Regions from separate parts of the Mus musculus genome. Here region 2 is linked to region 1. Evidence: chromatin contacts called from public HiChIP or PLAC-seq data. All regions are on one chromosome and are shown on one strand. Each heading gives the region's core, a stretch centred on a gene start, on an enhancer-like site or on the middle of the called end of the contact. The rest is flanking DNA. Distances are from core to core; before and after follow the strand shown.

Region 1 (5,524 bases), core at 2,041-4,540:
TTTTATTTTAAAATGTGTAACCACATTCAACTTCTTGATAGATGCTTCCCTCCCAAATCTACTAAGGTTGCCTACCGTTTGACTTCAGACATCTTCCTACTCCCTATATCTTTTTGAGACAGGGCCTAGTGTTCAATTTGCATCTGAAATGTTCCTCAGAGGCACAGGCCTCAAATGTTTGTCCCCACCTGGTGGTTTTATTTTGGAAGGTTGTGAAAACTTTGGACAGTGGGACCTACTTGGAGGAAGCAGGTCACTGAGAGAAGGTCCTGGAGTTAGTTGTCTTATCCCTGATGGATTTCCATACTCCACATCCTCTCAGATTTGAAGTCAGCTTCAGTGCTCTCCTAAACCCTTCCATGCCATGAAACTTCTGAAGCATGTACCCAAATAAGCGCTTCCTTTCTCAAACTGTATGTCAGATAGTTTGGACACAACAACACAAAACAAAGCAAGGTATTCCTTCTACCTATATTATCAGAATTCTGGGGTTGTAGAAGTATGCCACCATCCTTTGCTCTAGAAATTTTCTTTTTTTTTTCCAATTTTTTATTAGGTATTTTCTTCATTTACATTTCAAATGCTATTCCGAAAGTCCCCTATACCACCCCCCTCCCCTACGCACCCACTCCCACTTCTTGGCCCTGGAGTTCCCCTGTACTGGGTCATATAAAGTTTGTAACACCAAGGGGCCTCTCTTCCCAATGATGACCGACTAGGCCATCTTCTGCTACATATGCAGCTAGAGACACGAGCTCTGGGGGTACTGGTTAGTTCATATTGTTGTTCACCTATAGGGTTGCAGATCCCTTCAGCTCCTTGGGTACTTTCTCTAGCTCCTCCATTGGGGGCCCTGTGTTCCATCCAAAAGCTGACTGTGAGCATCCACTTCTGTGTTTGCCATGCACTGGCATAGCCTCACAAGAGACAGCTATATCAGGGTCCTTTCAGCAAAATCTTGCTAGCTTATGCAATAGTGTCTGTGTTTGGTGGCTGATTATGGGATGGACCCCCGGGTGTGGATGGTCCATCCTTTCATCTCAGCTCCAAGCTTTGTCTCTGTAACTTCTTCCATGGGTGTTTTGTTCCCAATTCTAAGAAGGGGCGAAGGAAGTGTCCACACTTTGGTCTTCGTTCTTCTTGAGTTTCATGTGTTTTGCAAAATGTATCTTGGGTATTCTAAGTTTCTAGGCTAATATCCACTTATCAGTGAATACATATCATGTGAGTTCTTTTGTAATTGGGTTACCTCACTCAGGCTGATGCCCTCCAGGTCCATCCATTTGCCTAGGAATTACATAAATTCATTGTTTTTAATAGCTGAGTAGTACTCCATTGTGTAAATGTACCACATTTTCTGTATCCATTCCTCTGTTGGGGGGCATCTGGGTTCTTTCCAGCTTCTGGCTATTATAAATAAGGCTGCTATGAACATAGTGGAGCATGTGTCCTTATTACCAGTTGGAACATCTTCTGGATATATGGCCAGGAGAGGTATTGTGGGATCCTCTGGTAGTACTATGTCCAATTTTCTGAGGAACCACCAGACTGATTTCCAGAGTGGTTATACAAGCTTGCAATCCCACCAACAATGGAGGAGTGTTCCTCTTTCTCCACATCCTCGCCAGCATCTGCTATCACCTGAATTTTTGATCTTAGCCATTCTGACTGGTGTGAGGTGGAATCTCAAGGTTGTTTTGATTCCCATTTCCCTGATGATTAAGGATGTTGAACATTTTTTTCAGGTGCTTCTCAGCCATTCGGTATTCCTCAGGTGAGAATTCTTTGTTTAGCTCTGAGCCCCATTTTTTAATGGGGTTATTTGATTTTCTGGAGTCCACCTTCTTGAGTTTTTTATATATATTGAATATTAGTCCCCTATCTGATTTAGGATAGGTAAAGATCCTTTCCCAATCTTTTGGTGGCCTTTTTGTCTTATTGGCAGTGTCTTTTGCCTTACAGAAGCTTTGCAATTTTATGAGGTCCCATTTGTCAATTCTTGATCTTACAGCACAAGCCATTGCTCTTCTATTCAGGAATTTTCCCCCTGTGCATATCTTTGAGGCTTTCCCTCACTTTCTCCTCTATAAGTTTCAGTGTCTCTGGTTTTATGTGGAGTTCCTTGATCCACTTAGACTTGACCTTAGTACAAGGAGATAGGAATGGATCAATTTGCATTCTTCTACATGATAACCTCCAGTTGTGCCAGCACCATTTGTTGAAAATGCTGTCTTTTTTTCCACTGGATGGTTTTAGCTCCCTTGTAGAAATTTTCTTAATAATTAATTTTTATTTTAACATAATTATATTTAAGAGGTAGAGGTGAGACTTTGTCCTGATTTTAGATTTTCAAAATTTAAAAACAAACAAACAAACAAACAAAACCTGAAGTCTGGACATACTTACAGGCAGTCTGAGGTGAATGTCAGAGGTCAGGGTCTCAAGCCCGTAGCCTCCCATAGGTAAAGCCAGAGGTAAAGCCAGAGAAGTAGAGACTACAAAGTGGTCCTCCCAAGGGGCTTATTGGGACTCCAAGGCAGGATTTCCCTCTGCCCTTGACAAACCTCCTCCATGGCTCACGAGCTGCAATTCAGTTCAGATCTCACTGCACAGAACCCAAGACTGGACATCCCCACTACACTCGTTTTTCTATGGTCAATGTGGTTTCAAGGCTGTGCTGGACACTGAGTAAGATGAGGTGAATTCTGACCAGATTCACGGGAAGAGAAATGCCATGGGCGCACTCCCTGATGCCACTGTGTCGTTGTTTGTCAGGTTCAAAGGGGGCGTTTGGGACAAATGGAACTCTTCTTCTATTCTAGGTAACCCCCACTTCCCACCCCACCCAACTATGGCATTCTCCTGCTGAGGCTACTGAAGCCTCAGGACCAGGAATCTGCCATGAACTTAGCCTTGTCAGGGTGACTATGGACCACAGTCACCGTGGAGTAGGCACAGCAAAGCCGGCTTTCCAAGCCAAGGCTGCCTCGCCGGGCTCACCAAGGTGCTGCACGAGCCGACCCGCGTTCTGACAGAGGCCCACGCGCCAGGGCGGGGCTTAAGCGAGCCTCTTTAAAAGCTCCTGGGGCGGGTCCCGCCCCCACCTCTCGTCATTGGCTCTCTCCGTAGCGGCCTTGTTCCCATAGGTGCAGGGGGCGGGGGCTGAGTGAGACAGGCGTGGGGAGGGGGGCTTCACCTCAGCGGCTCCGCCCTGCTGGAAGAATGACGTGCGGTTAGGCCTGCGGGGTGACAGGCTCGCCCGGGCGCTGGTGCGGCGTCCCTGGAGACTCGGAGCCCGCCCTCCCGCCCGCCCGCCCGCGCGCGCTTCTCTCGTGGACGGCGGCGGCGGCGCGCGCGCGCGCGAGCGAGGGTGGAGGTGGCTCGTGCGTGCGTGTGAGTGAGCGCGTGTGTATGTGTGAGAGAGCGTGTGTGAGTGTGTGTGCACGCGCGCGTGGAGCCTGGGTACCGGTGCCCGACTGACTGCCTTCCACACCCTGCCTACTCCGCGCCTCCTTCCTCGCCTCTCTCCCGCCCGGCGGGCTGCCATCGTTGAGAGAAGGCCGGGGGACACAGGTGTGCGAGGCTTGCGGGACCGCTGGAGACAAAGGGGGCGCGGAGGTGAGCCCGCCATGGCCTCCCGGAGCCTGGGGGGCCTGAGCGGGAGCCGCGGCGGCGGCGGCGGCGGCGGCGGCAAGAAGAGCCTGAGCGCCCGCAACGCTGCGGTGGAGAGGAGGAACCTGATCACCGTGTGCAGGTGCGGGGCTGCGGGCGCCGGGCTGAGGGAGGTGCTGGGGCTCGGCGCTGCGGCCCGTGCCGCGCGTGTCCGCGGGCCAGCGGGGCCCTGCAGAGGGGCGGGAGCCTCTCCCCGCGAGGCCGTGGGCTAGCCCTCGCGTCTCAGGGTCCTCGCTTGGAGGCTGCCCGGGGAGGGCCGGGGCGGAGCCGGGGAGGAACCGTTTGGAACCGGCCAGCTTGCGTCTGAGGAGAAGAGGGCGGAGGAAGAGCAGCATCCAGCTGCTGTAGTAGTTACTGAGATGTCCCCAAATCCCTGTGCGTTCTCTTGCTGTCGCTTGTTGGCGTACGCATTTTCACTCCTCTCCCTCGGCCCTTATCTGTATTGGGTATCTAAGTCTTGTCAACTACAGTGCTTGTGCAATTGTGGAAGACTCCTGGTCAGTCCTTTTGGGCATTTATTTAAGTGCTTCCTGGTTGTAAATGTAGCCCTTCCTCCAGGAATTATAGAAATAGATCATCACTATCTATAAATCAAGAATTCAGAAAAAAACTGATTTTGAACAAGCTGATAAATTTTCTTTAAGTCTTATAATATTCTAGGCATCCATCTCTTAGTAACTACTCAGAGCCAATACGCTCTGTTAAAAATGATTTTGTTCCATCATACTGGTTAATCATCAACTACTGATAATTCTCTTGTTATCAGGTAAATGATGAAACCTTTCCTGCCTCTCTGGCTTATGTCTATTTTTTTTTTTCCTTATGTAAAATCGTGGCTAGCATCTTAAGCAGATTGCAGATATCTGTAGTAGGAATGACATTCAGTATTTAAGCAACTTTTAAAAAGTTGGATTCTAATGAATGCTCATCTTTCAGGAAGAGCTTTGCTCACAGTTTGCATTGTAAGTGGTAAAGTAATATAGACTATATTTATCATTTGTGCTGTGTAGAATACAAGCTTTTGGGACAGATGGGCTTTATTACATTGTTTTAAATTGAGGCAAATTTCTATGTTAGATTCATAGAAAAATAAGCTAGTTGGGTAGTCTTATCTTTTAAAGATATTAAAATTATTTTTTTAAAGAAATGAGTTTCAAAGCAGGTTCCAGCCTAACCTGTGCTTCTTGAATCATTTATGCTGCATCAGAGCTTCAGCGGACTCAAACTTCCCGATGGTTTAACATTGGAAGGTGGACCAAGTTGATCTAGTGGAAATGTAACGAGCTCATAACAAATGTTGTCATTAGTTAGTGTCTTAGTACCATCTCCTCATTATCTTCATTGTTTTGTCAGCTATACAATAATGTTGGACTAGATTTCTAGGAATTTCAAATAATGGACTTAAAATGAATGATAGCCATCAAGCATCATTTGATCATATTTGGTTTTTAATGTTTCCAAATATGAGCACGGTGATAATGGTAGAAAAATATTTGTAGCAGATAGGTGAGGCACATGCATTTTTCTCTAAACAAACATTTGAATTGTGGTCCCATTTTGTGATTCTTTATTGATGTCCTGGAAAAACGGGAATTTATAAAACTAGAACAAACAAAACTGCCAACCACTACATATAATTTCTTATACTTGCACAGTAAAGTTTTTTCCCTTAAAAAGTTAGATATAGTTTCAGTGCTATATCATAAAACTATACAATTCTGTATATTTAATGACATATACAAGTACAATATTTTTTACTGTTTTGAATTTTGGAATTAGGCTTTAAGATAGTCAGGAAAAGAACTAAATTGATTTTGGGTTCATTATGATTGTGTGTGTATGTGTAATTCAA
Region 2 (5,793 bases), core at 3,261-5,760, 450 kb before region 1:
GTTTCAAGGACTGTCAAAAACCCAAACCATATAATTAGGCATGAATGAAAAGTGACAGGAAAAGACAGGAACCAGGCACCAGGCTCCCTACCTCCATTTCCCTGCCTCCAGCAGCAGGGCTACCCACAAGTGAGTGCCTCCAGACTGACAAGCTAGCTACTCTAGCACTGGGTGAGTACCTTCACCCTAGTGAGACAGACAGAAGTTTAGGATTGTATCACCAGCCAAAATAGCATAGATGTAGTAACATCTAGAGATTCGTGTGTAACACAGTTTAGAATCAGCCTTGGTGGCTTAGGGACTGCTTTCACAAGCACTGTCCGAACCTCTGGTAGCACAGGGTGAAGACAGATACATTTTCTGGGGGAGAGCAAAGGGTGGCAAGCACATGTCTTTACCTTGGAATTAATCACCAGCTGCCGAGACCTAGCACGGAGCAGCCCCCACCACTGGGCCTTCCTGCAGATGAAGTCTCTAGAAGAGCCCTCATGTTAAATGAAGACATGAGGCATCAGTGCACCAGTTTTCTACTTGAGATAGCATCCCCTGTGGCCAAGTATAGCAGCATGGGACACGAATCCATCTCAGCAGTAGGAATACCAGGTTGGACTGGTCTTGGTAGGCTATCACATTAGAGAGTGACACAGCACTGATAGCCACCCTTGTGACATGGGAGCCTGGGTTGCTCCCTCTATTGTGATGCTGTCAAAAGGGAGGCATTCTCCAACAGTGCTGACAATCCGTTGGTTAGGAGTAAAGCATCATCGCCCCAGGAAGAGCCTTGTAGTACCACCCACTTGCAGGGATGGACTAAGTTTTTTAGTTCTGTGCCAGCGCCTGCTGAGTAATATGCTCACTGATTATTTGTGACAAGTCTGGGCTTGGATTACCCTCTAGTGCTAACACAACAGACTTACAGAAAGCCAGGCTTTAGGGTACCACCTACAGGTGAAATAGTGAAAGAAAATGACCATGCTGCTTAGGCTTTCTGGAAACACAGGCACACATACAAAAACCCGATTACAAAGAGCAGCATGAATATTTAACAACTCTGTGTCCTGATGTGCTACACAAGTAGCAGCAGGGGCATTCAAAGGAAATTAGGAGCAGTGGACACATCAGCAATCCCAGCTACTTGGGAGTTTAACACAAAAAGATTGTGAGTTTGAGGCCACCCTGGGCAGTATGGCTGGCCCTTGTCACAGAACAAAGCAAGCAAGGAAATAAAACCTTTTGGGGGGAATATGGCCTCATTTAACAATCAGAATGTATGTACCAGATACAGGCATATGAACAAACTCTGGGAGGTGGGGCAAGCTGACGGGCACCCCCACATGAGGTACTGAATGTTAGGGTGACAGAGCGCTGGGGATGTCACCTGAAAGAAAACTCTGGGAATGAGTGCCACTCTGTGCCAAGGCTCTGGAAACAGGCTCCATCCATGTCAGTTCTCGGGCAGCTGTGAAGAGAGTGCCGAGGAAGGGAAATGTGGTTCTATCCTGAGTAGCAAGCTCCATTTATGTCCCAAGGTGCTGGGAGTGAGCTCTGTGCTGGTCCTCAGGGACCGGGAGGTGTGGTGCCAGTGAGTGTGTGTGGGCTCTAACCTAGGAGTCAGGCTCCTCTAAGGTCCTGGAGCACTGGGGAATCTAGGAGTGATTTGTAATTTCCCTTCTCACATTTATCTAATTGGGTTAGAAAATTTATATTACTAGAATTTTTTGGCATTTGTTTCCCACCTGTCTAATCTCTTCCCCTTGTTTCCCTTTTATCCCATTCTTCCCGCTTGTTCCTTCTCATCTCATGCTACCTCCCCTGCACTCTATTTCCCTCACCCCTCCCTTCATCTCCTCCATTTTTATTTCTATACTTTTGCTAATCGTTTTAACGTCATAGCACAGTCCACTTTAGTTTGCCATTTTGTGTTTTGTGATCGTCGCTTATATCTTTGTGGGTTTTAACAGATTTTAAGTGTATTTCTTTATCTTCCATGGTGCAGTTGCTGCTATCACAGCAGTTCAGTTTATTCTCTCTGAGGGATTTCCAGGACTGAGCCCCCAAATGTAAACTATTTAATAGGAAGATCTACAAATAAAACTAGAAAAGATATCCAACCCAAAAGACATGCTAACCATAACACAGACACTTCAGAACTATGGAAATGCAAAGCATATTGTTTGCATATTAATACAAATTCATATAGATATTATAGAAAAATGAAAGATGCTCTGTGATAGTTTATGTATGCTTGGCCCAGGGAGTGACACTGTTGGAGTAGGTGTGGCCTTGTTGGAGTAGGTGTGTCACTGGGGGTGTGGGCTTTAAGACCCTACTCCTAGCTGTCTGGAAGCCAATATTCCACTAGCAGCCTTCAGATGAAGATGTAGAACTCTCAGCTCTGCCTGTACCGTGACTGTCTGGATGACAGGACTGCCATGTTCCTGCCTTGATGATAATGGACTGAACCTCTGAACCTGTAAGCCAACCCCAATTAAATGTTGTCCTTTATAAGGCTTGCATTGGTCATGGTGTTTGTTCTCAGCAGTAAAACCCTAACTAAGACATGCTCCAAAAGGGGAAAAACAGACTAGAGCGATAGATAGGCAGTAACGAGTACTGAATGATCTTCCAATGGATCTAGGTTCAATTCCCAGGATCCATATGATAGTTAACAACCATCTGTAACTCCGGTTCCAAGGAATCTGATGCTCTCTTCTGGCCTGCCAAGGCCCCTGGCACACACATGGCACACAGCCATACACACAGACAATACACCCATACATAGACAATAGTGTTTAAAGAGGAAATGCAACTTCCTTTGATCCAGCACTCACACTATTGGGTAATATAGCCAAAGAAAATAAAATCAATGTTTTGATGAGACATCTGCACTTCCATGTTTCTAGCACAACCAAGGAAATTAGAGGTGAAGGAACATAAGTAGCCTTCAACTGATGGAAAGATAAAGAAATAGTACATCTATATACATAGTACTATTAACCCATAAAAGTGAAATTCTGTCATTTAAGACATGAATATAATCAGACGGCATTACATGGGAAAGACAACATAAAAAGTCAGTGACTGTAGAAGCTGGGAATAGAATAGTGGTTACTTGAGTCTTTGGTGACATACTTTTAAATTATGGCTGTGACCAAAGCATGGCAATATGTAACTTAGGAAGGAAGGATGTGTTGATCTGCTTATTTTTGTTTGGCTCATAGTTTGAGGTTCCTCATGGCAGGGAAGGCCTCACAGCAGGGGCATGAGAGAGCTGCATGCGAGCTGGTTACATCCTCTCCACAGCCAGGAAGCAGAGATCAATGAAGATGGTCCTAATCTGCCTTCTCTCTTCTTTTCTGTTTATATTAAGTCTCTGTCCCATATTATGTGATGGGGCTGCTCACGCCATGAATGAGTCACCCTTCCTCAGTTAAGCATCTCTGGGAGTCAGTGATGAATAAACGAAAAATAAGCTATCCCAAAAAGCTAGTTAATTGCACCACATAGATTCTGTGAGACACTGAATATCATGTATCAGTTGATGCACTAATAACATAACCTTCTGTAATCAACCTTTTCAAAAACAAAGTTGAATTGCTGCCATGTAGAAATATTTTGTTCCACATTAATTTCTAGAAATGTACATAAATATTCTTTGTGATAAACCTGGCCACTGGAATTATCCTGACTGTACAAAAAAAAAACAGTTTAAAAAGAGACTCTGCCTCCTGAACTTATAAAACTATATGAATATGCAGTCAAATCTCTTTATTTACATGGTATCTGCCTCTCTGTGCCCTTCAAAGCCTCTGTCCCCTGCACCACGGCCCCATTTCTAGACAACATCTTGCTGAAGCTCTTTGGAGGTGGCTTTTCTTCGCTGGAATCCTACCTTTTGCTAAGTGTGAGAATGAGACTTTAATGCTGTCACACCTCCCTTTACTTCAGTCAGATCTGACAGCTCCAGGTCTTTCTGCTTTTGTCTCATGAGAATGTTTGTCTTAGCTGCGTTTTATTGCTATGGCAATGACAGCTCTTATAAAGGAAAATATCTAACAGGGGACAGATTATTGCTTCAGAGGTTTAGTCCGTTATTTTCATGGTGGAAAGAATAGTGACATGCAAGCAGATATGGTGTTGGAGAAGTAACTGAGGGTTCTAAATCTGCAGGCAGCAGTAAGGGAGAGAGAGCCTGGGCCTGGCTTGAGCATTTGAAACCTCAAAGCTTACTCCAGTAACACCCTCCTGACTGCATGGCACTTAATCAGCAAGCTTTCAGCACATCAGTCTCCTACTTGTCAACCCCGCCCGCCTGCATGCTGAACAACTGTTTTCATTTTCAGCTTTTGAAGGTTTCTTTTTGAGAGGCTCCCTGAAGGTGTCAGACAGGGGGAAGAATGTGCAGAGAGAATGAAGACCTGGAGCACATTGACTTTGTCAACCTGGATCAGACTTCAGGGAGTCTGATGGCAAGCAGTCCATTGTACACAGTACCACGTGGGAAAAGGTTTCCAGGCAACAATCAGTCCAATCAGTCCAATTCCAGGGGCACGATAAATCGTAAGGTGTGAGTACACAGGAGCTCCTTTACAGAGTACATGTGACCATGAGGGTGGGTTCTATAGCTAGAATCTAATGTGGTCTCTGACCGATAGCACAGAGGTCAGCAGGCCATAAAATACTTGTGACATCTCCCCTTATGATGGTCTAGTGAGGGAAGAGTCTGGGATAATCATTCTGGGGGGGTTGAGTGAGGTCTGCCTCTGTAGCAAAAACTGGGTGAGGTCTGTGTCCACAGATAGCAAAAAGATCAACAGATCATTAAGAAAATCCATTCTCAGCTTTCTGGATGGAATGCAGGTATTTGATTTTGTCTCCTCCATTGAGGAGAAACCCCTGTGTGATTAACTGCTCTCTTACTGCTTCTCTGTGAATGCAAGGACCTCTGTGCCCCCTACATCTTTTGATACACAGGAGTTTTAATTTTGACACAATCTATTAATCTTTTCCTCAGTGTTTACACTTCATGTGCTTTATTTTTAAAAAGCATTTTTGGTTCAAGATCCCAGAAGCCCTGTTACACTTTGCTCTGTCTTTCAGTTTTGCTTTCCACATCCAGCCTTTAGCCTATCTGTTTAGGTTTGATGTGAAATCTGAACCTTGTTTTGTTCTATCCTGCAGAAGTGCCCAACTGCTCATGCTTTGGCCACTGAGTCAGCATGAGGAAAAGGAATGACTCACAAGCTCAGCAACTACCAGGACAATTGCCAGAATTTGGCAGACATGATTACTAAGCTCCCAGCAACCACAAGGTGGGCCGTGCCAGAGGGCAGCTTGTTCCATACGGAGCAGGAACTGAGCAAAGCACCCTCATTTGAAAGGAGAAGTGTTGTTAATTTTCTGCACTGTGGCTAGCCTTGTCAAAAACTCAAAGGCTGCTGGCCCTTCACAGAAAGTGCCCCTGAGAGAGCCCCTGTGTTCTTGCCTCTGCCTGTCTTGCCACCTCCGTGTTCTCACATTAGCTAAGACCACAAATTGAGATGTACCTGTCTTGCTCACCATGGAGTCTCTTTTGAGAAGTGAGATGTAATTCAGGCATCTCAAACTGAGTGAATCCTGGAGATAAAAAATTTAGGTAAGTGAGCAGTAACTACAGACACAAGCATCACCAACAGAATACAAGAGATGGAAAAGAGAATCTCAGACATAGAATATATGGTAGAAGAAACTGATATATCATTCAAAATGTCAAATCTAAAATGTAAATGCTAAAAAGCTCCTGACACAATACAT

Evidence for each region. HiChIP or PLAC-seq counts read pairs in DNA pulled down with a chosen protein or histone mark.
Region 2: a FOXA1 HiChIP or PLAC-seq map of pancreatic cancer cells shows a contact between it and region 1. The contact joins the enhancer-like site here to the promoter of Rundc3b in region 1. A contact is called at or near these places in 1 of 39 promoter capture datasets (pre-B cells), 2 of 115 datasets of contacts at active chromatin or transcription factors (memory CD8 T cells and pancreatic cancer cells) and 2 of 9 other capture datasets (adipose tissue and embryonic stem cells).

Annotation. Positions count from the first base shown.
Region 1 is chr5:8,620,718-8,626,241 of GRCm38.p6, reverse strand. Rundc3b (RUN domain containing 3B) reads left to right here and starts at 3,290. Exons shown (of 11, transcript NM_001347311.1): 1 at 3,290-3,754. The coding sequence starts at 3,630. All of the region lies in intron 2 of Abcb1a (ATP-binding cassette, sub-family B (MDR/TAP), member 1A), which reads right to left.
Region 2 is chr5:9,068,543-9,074,335 of GRCm38.p6, reverse strand. It overlaps Gm31449 (a long non-coding RNA gene), which reads right to left and starts at 633. Exons shown (of 5, transcript XR_868245.2): 1 at 399-633. Within about 2 kb of position 4,510, at least 129 of the 459 cell types and tissues checked have an H3K27ac peak or open chromatin away from gene starts, as enhancers often do. A contact at or near this core is called in adipose tissue and pancreatic cancer cells, where this site is marked.